Linked DNA regions of Mus musculus: region 2 is linked to region 1. A link is a contact called in public HiChIP or PLAC-seq data. All regions are on one chromosome and are shown on one strand. The core of a region is the stretch at or near the end of the contact, and the rest is flanking DNA. Distances in the headings are between cores, read along the strand shown. Region 1 overlaps Dis3l2 (DIS3 like 3'-5' exoribonuclease 2). Region 2 holds the start of Alpi (alkaline phosphatase, intestinal).

Region 1 (5,795 bases), core at 2,754-5,253:
GTAAAGGTGAGTGTCCAGCCTGGCCCCTTCTTCTTCCCCTTTCCCTGTCCTCCGATGAATGGAGCACCAGTGCAGGTCCTCCCTGGGAGGATGCCACGATGCATTGTTCCTACAGGAGAGTGGCCCCCTGGAGTCCGAAGCCATGGTGATGGGTGTCCTGAACCAAGCTTTCGACGTGCTGGTGCTGCGCTTTGGGGTGCAGAAGCGCATCTACTGCAATGTGAGTATCCCTGGTATGAATGGGAGGCCTGCACCTACAGGCAAAACCAAACCCATTTTCCCGCCTGTGTCTAGTTCCTTGTTGGGGAAATATTCCCCTGGTCCAGAATATCCCATGATAGTTTCACAGGTGTAAATGGTGGGATTCAACTGAGCTCCCTTCTGTCCCTGGCCATTAGCTATGCAGGGCCCACAGACTGCATCCTATAGCAGTGAGTTTCACTGGCATGTGGCAAGAAAGGGTCCAGACCCCTGAACCCAAGTAGGCCTGCCCAGGACAGGGCCTCAGGCCAAGGGTCAAGTCTGAACTCTTCCTTAAAAGCCCAGGCACTCAGAACATAACCAGGATGGCAGGGTGTGGGACCTGTGATGTTCTTATAGAAACATGCAGAAGGGGAGGCCAGAGGGTAGCCAGCACTGCTCTGGACACTGTGTCCCCAAACAGAAACAAGAGGCCCATCCTGCCTTGGCTTCTTCCCTGGATGACAGTTTATTCAAAGTCCTCTTGGTGCCTTCTGTAATGTCACTTGGGGGGCTTTGCTTTAGCTGCTCTGTGGTCACCAAGTCACCACCTGGCTCCTACCCCTGGCTTTGAACTTCTTACATACACTTGGGGAAGTGTGGAACCCTGCACTGGAAGAGACACAGGATTCATGAAAGAGGCAGAACAGGAAAGGGCCAAGTGCAGCTGGAACTACCAGACACCTGTAGTTACCTGGCTCTCAGCCTGGTGGTCAGGTCTATCACCAACAGCCTAGGCAGATCTCTTCTCTTTGCTACAGTCACCACCCTCCCACATTGTCCCTTGGAATTGGGTCACCTTCAGGTTCTACTTTGACCAAAGGTGACTTAGCAGAACCTCCTAAATCTGGCTGAGGTGGACCAAGGATAGGGGGCTGGGGGATGTCTCTGTCCAAGCAGGCAGCTACAGTAAGGCAGCCGGTACAAAGCTCCCTCCAGCCAGTCAGAAATAGGCAGGCAGGGCAGAGGAGGTGTCTGAAGCCCATAGCCTGAGGCTCCGGTGTGTCCCCCTGCCCCCAGGCACTGGCCCTGCGATCCTACAGCTTCCAGAAGGTGGGGAAGAAGCCAGAGCTCACTCTTGTTTGGGAGCCTGATGACCTTGAAGAGGAGCCAACACAGCAGGTCAGTCCCCTGCTGTGTCCCTAAGCCTACCTCTGTCTCAAACGTGTGCCCCTAGGTCCTCATCTGCCCTCATTTCTCCCCAGCACCATAGGTTCCCCTGTGGGATTCCACCAAGCCCTGGCTTAGACTGCCAGGTTCTATATGGGAACACCCACTATGGCAGTGGTTCTCAACCTTCCTGATGCAGCGACCCTTAACACAGTTCCTCATGCTGTGGTGACACCCTTCCCCCAGCCATTAAATTATTTTCGTTGCTACTTCATAACTATAAGTTTGCTGCTGTTATAAATCAAATGTAAATATTTTTGGAGATAGAGGCAAAGGGTCTCGAACGACAGGTTGGGGACTGCTGCTCTATAGGTAGATAGGTGCTATTCCTCTCCCCTGAACAGAACTTTTCAGAAATTTTGAGAAGCTGATAAAAGCTTCTTTTATCCCTCTTGTTCCAAAGGCTGGCCCAGCCCAGCTCGGCCCGGCCCAGCCTGTTTTCTTGCTCCTCGTGAATGGTCACTGAATAACAAATGTCTACATAGTGCCATTTAGCCTACTGGTTTTCCCCAGACCCAATGAATCCCATTTACAGATAGGCGATAGAGGCTCGGGAAGTTAAGTGAGCCTCAGTGGTCAGTTGGCTTTGATTGCAGGCCCTCACCTGCCCTGTCCTCTCCTGTTCCTGGCTCTGCTACAGGTCATCACCATCTTCAGCCTGGTGGATGTGGTCCTGCAGGCAGAGGCCACAGCCCTCAAGTACAGTGCTATCCTGAAGCGACCAGGCCTGGAGAAGGCGTCTGATGAGGAGCCTGAGGACTGAATGCTAGCCCAAGCCAGGCCTGTGCCTGCCCTACCCTGCTGGCTTTTAGGAATAGGACCTTTTGACACCAAAGGGGATTTTTAATTTGGTTTTTAACAACTCAGGGGTTTGTTTTTATTTTTATTTTTCCTTTTATTTTACTTTTGCAGCTCAGTTTTTAAATGAACTGGAAGGTTAGGGGTCAGGGCAGGGGATGCTGAGGCCTGGCCTGTGCTTCCCTGAGCAGAGAGGATCCCAGTCCTCCTGGGCAGGCAGCCCCGCTTCTACCAGGCGACCCACTGCCCTTCCCTGCCCAGGAAATGGGGGGTTTCAGCAAATCAGTGTCATGGAATAAAATCAAGTGTGAATTGCTGTCTGTGTAGATGCCATGGGCAAGCATGGCAGCTGGGTGGCCTGTCACCGAGGGCAAGGGGCTCCCTAGAATCCACCTCACAGCTGAGCTGGGGTCATCAGCTCAGGACCTTCCTGCCAGCTCCAGGGTGATTCACGAGCCATGTGTGGCAGATTGATGCTGCAGCCTCCTTCTAGCTGATTAAAAATGTAATTAGTATGCACAGTAGGGAGCTGCCAGTCACCCTGTGCATGTGGCTGTGGCCCTCCCTCCCCGCCCTTCCTCTCTGTTGCCAGCCCATGGGATGTGGGGAGGTGGGACTACCACCTCTCTTCTTATATATCATAGGCCAAAGCTCCCAGGAGCCCTGTTCACAGCTATGCTATGAGTAGGTACCTCAATACCTGCAGTTTCAAACATGTACCCTAAAAGGTAAAGGCAGACCTTCCAGAGGGCAGGAGGACTTCAAAACAGATCCTACCTGACCCAGCCACCTGCTTAGCATCCCAAGTACTAGCAATTCCTACCCTTCTGAGCACTGGGCAGCCTCTTCCCTAGGGAACTGGGCACAGTGTATCCTCCTTTCACCAGACTGGAATAGTATGAATTGGCTTCAAAAGCAACTAGAATCTAGGATGAAAACCAAAGCAACCAAGGCCCTGTTCCCCAGTGCTGTTCCCTGTGGCATCAGGATTAACAGACCCATCTGATATGGTTATGGTGATTTTCTTCAAAAAAGATTCTGTGGAGTCCCCTGGCAGGTTCCTTGCAGTGAGTGACTGGCACAGCTGCAAGGATATCACAGCCCTAGGATGGGCTGTTGTCTGAGGAGAGCCACAGACACGCCCCACCTGCCCTGGGCTCCTTGTCAGCCTCACACAGCCTTCAGCTGCCTGTCCTCCCACCCCTTAGGTCTCCCTTCTGCTCCCATTCCCAGACCAGCATATCTGGATAGGCAGAGCAGTGATGGATGGTGGTTTAGTATCTGGGTAAAGAAGACTCTGGTGCTTTGCCAATCCTGGATCTCTAGACTAAAGGCTCATCCCACAAATCTGAGGAGGAGCTAGCTTCTCTGCTGGGCCAAACCCGGGCTTCCAAGACCTCCTTTCACTGCCTCCTTCAGAATCCTTAAGGAAGCTGTGGCTCGAGTACTGGGTTCTCTCAAGACACAGAGGTGGCTGAGACACGGCCTCCCCAACCCTCGTGAGGAACAGCTTACCAGTCAGTAAGGAAAGTTTTTGCAGAGTGAACGTGCTTAGGAGGCAGGCACTGGACTAGAAACTTCTATAACAGGCTTGCTCCACCCTCAGGTTGGACATCATGTTACTGAGAACTCTGAGCCATAGCAGTCCTGGGTTGCCCTAACCTGTCTGACAAATGGAAGTCTCAGGTCTCCATCTGAGGTGGTGCAGCCAGGCCGCCCTGGCCAGGACTTGAGCCACCTGTCCTCTGTTGCCTCCCAGTGGCTCTGTCATCTTCCCACAGCACCAGCTGAGTCACTTCTCTTTGTGTTTGTTCACCCAGCACTGAGTCAGAGAACTGATAGAACGTGTGTCCACACACCACTCAGTGTGGCAGTTGGCACCGAACACTAAGGGCACTGCTGGCAGAAGAGATGACAAGAAATAAACGAAGTACTCACTCATCAGCTATCCAAGACACCTGCCTGCACTATAGGCTAAAGCACAGGGCACAGAGCAGCTCACTGGCTTTTCCTCAGTGGCCTGTCAGGTTCACATGGAAGGAAGACAGACACAATCTCACTCTGATTGGGGTCTCAAAAAGCTCAGAAGCAGGCAGTATGTTCCCAGGGGAAAATGGAGCAGGTTGTGGGTCCAGCATGGATGAGAAAGTTAAGTATTAATTAATGGTTGTAACCTGCCCTCCTGGGGAGAGAGGCTGACACCCTGCACAGTCCTACTTAGCAAAGAGCCTTGGAAAGGACTTCAGTGGGCCCAGGATGGCAGTCCACCGGAAGCTGGAGCACAGCACACTGGAGGTATGGTAAGAGGGAGCTGGTGCCAGGCAGAGGCATCCCAGATGCATACCGCAACAGCCAGTGAGGATACCCACTGCACCACCATGCCAGCTAGCCACTAAAGCAGCCAGTGAGGGCAGTCCAGGTGAGAGGAGGAAGGCCTGAGAGGAGAAAAAAAATATCCAAAATCCTGGGGTGGGTGGTGTCCCAAAACTGAGGCAGCATAGGCACAGTGGGAGCAGCAGAGACCTGCAGTGGCTCCTGCTGGGAATGGGGCAGGCCTGTGAAGGAGAGAGGGCTGAGCCATAGGGCACTGGTGACTCAGTGAGATGGAAAGAGGGACCAAGTGTAGAACAGCTGGACCATGAGAAGAGAGCATGCAGGGCAGTTCAAGAACCTTAGAAGAGGCCATGTGGGCAGAGTGGGGCTCCAGAAGAGGGTATTGCAGTCAATGGGAGCTAGGAGCCTGGAGCCAGATCTCCCTCTGTGAAGGTTATTGATTATCAGTTTCTGAAGGATACAAAACATCCACTCTCACTACCTCCCCAAGACCAGCAAAGGCACCAATGAGCTTGTGTTCAGGGATCCATTGTGAGGGGAAATGGGAAAATAAAGGAGGACGTTACCCTGGTAGCTGAGAGTGAGCCAGCAGTCCCTGTTAGACTGGAGAAAGGCAGGTACGAGGCCATCCACAAAGAATGCTGAAGCACCGAGCTGCAGTACTGCACAGCATCCAACAAGGCTGGGCTGCTCTGGGCTGGGGGTGGAGAAGGATGGCTACAGAAGTCAGTGTTGCCACTGTAGTAAATAAACTGACCTCTTCCCACACCAGCAGGCAAGAGAGCGATCATCGGAGAGTCACCAGGCCTGGTAGAATCTCCTGTGATAGGACCCCATGAGATGCAGCAGAGGGCTGCTGCAGGATCCAGTCAGCCCTCAGGCCTTCAGCAGCCAGGCAGGAGATTGAAAACATCTTCTCCGGGGCCCTCCTGTCCCCACATGAAATACAAACTTGGCAGCAGAGTTTCCCCAGTGAGATCCCAGCCAGGCTTCTCATGGGGAATCAGCCTGCCAAGTCCCTAGGGTACTTGGGCTTCTAGTCACTTTGTGAGTCCTATCTGTAAATAAAGATAACCAGGGAAACTTCCTTTTAAAAGGAAAATAGGTCCTATGGAGAAAACAGATCACACAGAGAAAATGAAGTTATCACTGACATTTTCAAGGAAATGAGAGCCATGGAAAAACAAGGACTAGATGGCTAGACACCAAAGAAAGGGCTGGTGATGTAGCCCAGCCAGTAAAGGTACCAGGTG
Region 2 (5,547 bases), core at 1,132-3,631, 50 kb after region 1:
AGGTGAGTTCGTTTTGCTTGCTCAACGGTTATACTCTCTACAAGGCCATGTTGTGCCCTTTTGACAGATGAGTAAACAGAGGCCTAGCAATATCTGTCCCCATAGATCTGAAGCAACATCACCTGACACTGCCCCCTTGGATTACCAAAGATGGAGGTCCCCCTAAGTGTGTAGCCACCAAATGCGAAGACATGGGAGTGGTCAGCAGTGATGAGTATTAGCGTGTCCTTCTCATTGGTAAGCTGGCTGGCCTTTTCGATGGCAGAGTCGAACATGACAGCCTCAGTCAGTGCCAGGTAAGCTGTGCCCGCATGGTGGCCTTGGTCAATACGACCCCCTGCAGGAAGCCAGTGATGAGGGCGATGCTTGAGTTTGCACGGGACCCCTGCCCCCCTTCTCTTTTCTGCCAGGCACCACCACTCACCTTCTACAAAGAGGTAGAAGCCTTGTGGATTCCTGCTGAGCATGCGCACAGCCACCTCTGTCATCTCCGCCAGGGAAGGGTCTACTGAGGGGTTTCGGTTGGCATCATATTTCATTTCTGTTGGCTCAAAGAGGCCTAAGGGGCACAGGAATTCATGATGACAACCAAGTTCGGAGGCAGGGGGAGTGCTGATGGCGCACATACAGGCTCCCGTGGAGGCCCTCTGAGAGATTTGAGGGCAAAACTAAGGTATTACCCATGAGGTGAGTTACTGCTGGGTCCTGGGATGCCTGAATGAGCTCTGATCGGTTCCAAACATACCGGGCTCCCTGCAGGGACACAGTCAGTCTTAGCACATAGCCCTGAGAGGCACGGTGCCACCCTAGGCCCTGCCTTGGTCCCTTCGCTGGAACCCACATCACCTGATGCTTTGACAGCCACGTTTGCACCAGGTTCTGATCATCCAGCCTGGTTCCAGACTGGTTACTGTCACTTGGGTACTCAGGGTCTGGAGTCCCCTTGGGAAACATGAACTTTCGGCCTCCACCGAGGATCACCTTTGGTCAGAGGATCAACACAGGTAGACTTAGGGCTTTATGAGTTCCCTACCCTTCCTGAAAGACAGCCCCTATCTATGTCCCCACCATGTCTGTGGGTTATGCATCTCCTGGATGTTCCACACCCACCCCTTACATATGTAAACTGCAGGGGACTTGGAGTTCAGGCTGTTTATGCCTGGAACTATGGCCAGTCCAAGGTTCACCCTTTGTCCAACCCTCCAGCTGGTTCTTGGAGCTCACATCAATGTCCATGTTGGAGATGAGTTGAGTGGCGATGTCCTTGCAGCCGTCCTGCAGTGCAGAGGCAGGCATCTCTGCATCTGAGTACCAATTACGGTTCACCGTGTGTGCGTAGGTGCCGGCTGGAGAGGCATGCTGCACCCTGGTCGTGGTCACCACTCCCACAGACTTCCCTGCAGATGATAGAAGATCATCCAGTGACCCTGCCCTGCCATAGCACCCAGACCAGCACCAACCTACCTGCTTTCTTGGCACGGTACATCACTGAGAAGACCTCATTGCCAAATGTGGTGTTGCACTGGTCTAATCGAGCAGCTGCACTCAGGCCGATGGTCTTGTAGTTGGCCTTGACCCCACAGAGATAGGCGGTTGCTGTGCCTGCGCTGTCTGGGACCTGTCTGTCCACGTTGTATGTCTGGGGACAGAGACACTCTCAGCTCTGGTACTGGTAGACATTAGTCCCTGCTTCCTGAGACATGTCTACACTGTCCTGGTTGCAAACTTGGGCTCCAGTTCTTCTGGGTTCTTCCATCTCTTGTCCTCTCCAGCCCCTTTCCCGTCCTAGTGTGTTCCAGTGCTCACCTTGGACAGAGCCATGTATGGGAAGAGGTCCATGGCTAGGGGTGTCTCCGGTCCTAGATGGCCTTCCAACTGCCCCTTTAGGATCCTGGTGGCTGTCACTGTGGGTACCCCCATCCCTGAAGGAGCAGAACCTTGTCAGGACTGAACTCTGAGGCCTGTTAATACCCACCAGTGGCCCTGGGTACTTGGAGTACAAGGGCTGCAGGGTGGCCAGGCCTTGCTCACACACTCACCGTCTCCCAGGAAGATGATGAGGTTCTTAGCTGATGTCTGAATGGGCTGCAGCTTCTTGGCAGCATCCAGGGCTTCAGCTGCCTTCTTGTTCCAGAAGGCCGGGTTCTCCTCTTCAGCTGGACAAGAGGAAGCATAACCAGGTTAGTCCAGGTGGGGTGGTAGGTTAGTCCTTCTGTGGGAGTCAGAAAGGAACCTTCTTACCTGGGATGATACCAAAGGACAGATGGATCCTGAGACCCAAAAACAACAGCAGCACCCAGTCTCCCTGCATGGTTGGGGTTACTGATGGGCTGCCCGGCTAGGGAACCAAGGCACCAGCTCCTGCTTAGTCTGCCTGGGCTCAAATCAGAGATGGACTTTGTCCCTGGCTATAAAGGGTCCTTGTCCCTCCTCTAGATATAGTCACCCTGGCCCCACCCTTGCCCTGTGAACTGAAGTCTGGCTCTGGCTCTCAAGGTGTGGCTGGGCCAGGGGTCCTATGTCTCCTGCAGGTTGGGTGGGAGGCTGGGGGTAATGGATCCTGAAAGAGAAACTTGTGCTGTATGCTGCTGGAATCCCCCCCCCATTCACTACTGTCTTGTCAGGGATTTCTCACACTTCCTGAGAGCCAGCTGGAGGCAGGCTCTACTCAGGGTGCTTCAGAGAAAGTGAGATTCCAAGTACCCAGTCTAAGCCAGGCTTTGGTCTCATAGGTCCAGATACTCACTGTTAAGATGGAAGCACAGAGAGTGGCCTGAGTACACTACCCTACAACTGTCTGCTCACTAGCCTTGCCCAAAGCCATGGCACACTCAGGATGTGGCCCCAAAGTGACTGCTATAGGGACAAATAATATTTCTGGAACTACCAAGAGGGGGACCTAGAAGACATGGGTCTTCAGTTATCGGTGGTATACTGGGCCTACCCTGTAGATCTCAGGCTATGTGTTTTTCAGCCTGTGACTGGGGCAGCAGGCTGGGGTGGGACAGCTGTCTTGGGCCAGATGTGGCACTGGCTGGACTTTTCAGAGCTTATGTTGGTAAGATTAACCCCTGTTCACTCAGGTCAATGGGGCCCAAGGGTGAGTGTATTATCCACGGTCACTGGGCACACCCAAGCAGCTCTGATAAGAAAGCAGGTTCAAGTGTATTTCTACAATTTAGCAATCCCATGTCTGAGTGATAGCCAGCAGAACTGAAGCAGGGGCACCATGCCGTAGCATGTGCCCATAATCCCAGTGTTGGGCAGGGGAGGGGGAGGGGATGTGGAAGAAGGGACGAGAGAAACAATAAAAATGAACGTTGTTTGAAAACCTCTTTGTAAATGAATGAAAATTTAAGAGCAGGGTCCGTGGGGACTGGGGAGACAGCTCAGAGGTCATGAGTGTTGACTGTTCTTACAGAGAGCCCATGCCAGGTGACTCACAACTTCCTGTGTCACCAGCCCCAAGGGGACCTAATGTCTCTGGTCTCCATAGGCACCTGAATTCATTTGCACATACCACATACAGAAACAGAGATATTCACGTAATTAAAAATAAAATAAAATACTAATTAAAAATAATAATAAAAATAAATAAAAAGCAGGGTCTCAGACAGATAGACAGCTGGCATAAGACTAACAGCTGCAGCACTCTCAGTAGCCAGGAAAGGGGAGCAAAGGGCTACGGTTTGGATCTAGTTGATATGTGTCCCACGAAGGCCCAGATGTGGCTGAGCTGGGAGGAGGAGGAGTTTTTAACAGGTGAAGATCGTGAATGGTGGCTCGTTACTCTCAGCTGCTGCTCTCTAGAGAGATGACCGAAGTTCTCCTGGGACCCAGAAGGATGCTACTATTGTGAGTTGTAATGAAAGAATAAGACCAATGCTCCCTCCCATCACTAAGGGCGTCTTAGCACAGCACAGCAGAGCTGGGGCAGCAGGCTGGGCTGGGACAGCTCTCTTGGGCCAGATATGGCATTGGCTGGATTTTTCAGAGTGACCCTCAGGCTTATGTAGGTAAGCCCGACCCCTGTTCCCTCAGGCAGAGAGATGGGGCCGAAGGGTGAGTGGATTATCCACGGGGCCAGTGCCAGCTCTTGATCTTCCGAATACTTGAGCTAAGTAGCTCCCTTCTTGTTACCACTTGCAGCTATTATCTTAAGTCGATGGAAGACTCATGTTTTACTGAGCATTTTTGATGGCTGAATAGCCAAGCCAAGCATGCTCCATATACACAGTAGGTCTCATCTTCCTTAAAAGGAAGGAAACCTATCCGAATACATTATATACATGTATGAAAATGTCATAATGGAGCCCATTGTAATGCATAATTAACATGTCAACAAAAACAAACAGAAACAGCACCAGAAAGAGAGAAAGGTGCATTGTGCACAGCTATGATCCAGTGCTCATGAGAGTAAGGCAGAAGTCAGGTGGGTTGTGGGTTATGCACCGCCCCCCTTAGAATAATGCACCTAGCAACCTCAGAACCCCCTTGAAAGCCCCACCTGTGTCAGGCTGTGCATACTCCCATCGTTGAACAGTGATATACATTTCCTGCCACTAGTAATGATCAAATTCAGACAGTTTCTGTTCAACTATATTCCCAAACATATCTAGATAGGAAAAGCAGAAAAGCCAAATTAGCCTGAGTGGGTTTGGGTACATGTTTAATAGAACACAAAACTGTGTCCTCAAGCAACGTTTCAGGGAGACTCCATAGTCACCATGTTTATATCTATGCATAATTAGGTATGCATACAATTAAAGTCAGACGCATTGTGGGAAGGGGCATGGGTAGCAGGAAAAATGAATACATGACCTATTACATCAATCCAAATAAGAAACACCCACAGTACACCCCTTAGTCACTGTGGTGGTTTTAAATGAAAATGCCCCCCATAGGCTCACAGGGAGGGGCACTATGAGGAAGTATGGCCTTGTGGGAGAAAGTGTGCCACTGAGGATGGCTCTGAGGTTTCAGAAACTCAAACCAGGCCCAGTTCCCCCTCCCCCTATCTCTCTCTTCCTGCTGCCTGCAGATCCAGATGTAGAACTCTTGGCTCCTTCTCCAGCACCATGTCTGCCTGGATTCTACCATGCTTCCTGCCATGATAATAATGGACTGAACCTCTGGACCCGTAAGCCAGCCCCAGTAAATGTCGTCCTTTATATGAGTGGCTGTGGTCATTGTGTCTCTACAACAGACAGCATAACTAAGACAGTGACTAACTCTTCTTTCTTTGGAACTCTGTAAGAACCCCCAGGAATAATTAGAACCCTCTCCTCTCTACCCCAGCTCTGTGCCTGCTGCTTCTGAATTACAGAAGCAAGACCTAGGGAAGTCCTCGGTGCCCAATAATCACCACCATAGGGCTGAGGCAGAGTGCTTGCCCAGCGTGCACAGCCCTAAATTCAATCTCCAGTACCGAAAAGCAAAAGATATTTACCCCCCAAAGCTGCCTGCCACCCAGAGTGTTTGATTCTCAAGCTGTGTTGGAGTAATTCTATTGTTTTTGAGACTTGTCAAGAAATATTACGTGGCCTA

What was found. HiChIP or PLAC-seq counts read pairs in DNA pulled down with a chosen protein or histone mark.
Region 2: an HNF4G HiChIP or PLAC-seq map of pancreatic cancer cells shows a contact between it and region 1. The contact joins the promoter of Alpi here to the enhancer-like site in region 1. A contact is called at or near these places in 8 of 39 promoter capture datasets (the 3T3-L1 cell line, 3T3-L1-derived adipocytes, embryonic stem cells and 3 more), 1 of 15 datasets of contacts at CTCF or cohesin (the NIH/3T3 cell line), 3 of 484 Hi-C or Micro-C datasets (3T3-L1-derived adipocytes, the C2C12 cell line and differentiating spermatogonia), 2 of 115 datasets of contacts at active chromatin or transcription factors (embryonic stem cells and pancreatic cancer cells) and 4 of 9 other capture datasets (adipose tissue, embryonic stem cells, liver and 1 more).

Annotation. Positions count from the first base shown.
Region 1 is chr1:87,047,573-87,053,367 of GRCm38.p6, forward strand. It overlaps Dis3l2 (DIS3 like 3'-5' exoribonuclease 2), which reads left to right. Exons shown (of 21, transcript NM_153530.2): 18 at 1-6; 19 at 116-220; 20 at 1,261-1,362; 21 at 2,051-2,525. The coding sequence ends at 2,173. Among named protein-coding and RNA genes, the nearest start is that of Gm28375, 17 kb to the right of the region's middle. Within about 2 kb of position 4,004, at least 23 of the 459 cell types and tissues checked have an H3K27ac peak or open chromatin away from gene starts, as enhancers often do. A contact at or near this core is called in the C2C12 cell line and pancreatic cancer cells, where this site is marked.
Region 2 is chr1:87,099,225-87,104,771 of GRCm38.p6, forward strand. It overlaps Alpi (alkaline phosphatase, intestinal), which reads right to left and starts at 2,382. Exons shown (of 11, transcript NM_001081082.2): 1 at 2,242-2,382; 2 at 2,040-2,156; 3 at 1,807-1,922; 4 at 1,465-1,639; 5 at 1,225-1,397; 6 at 847-981; 7 at 681-753; 8 at 425-559; 9 at 146-337. The coding sequence starts at 2,311.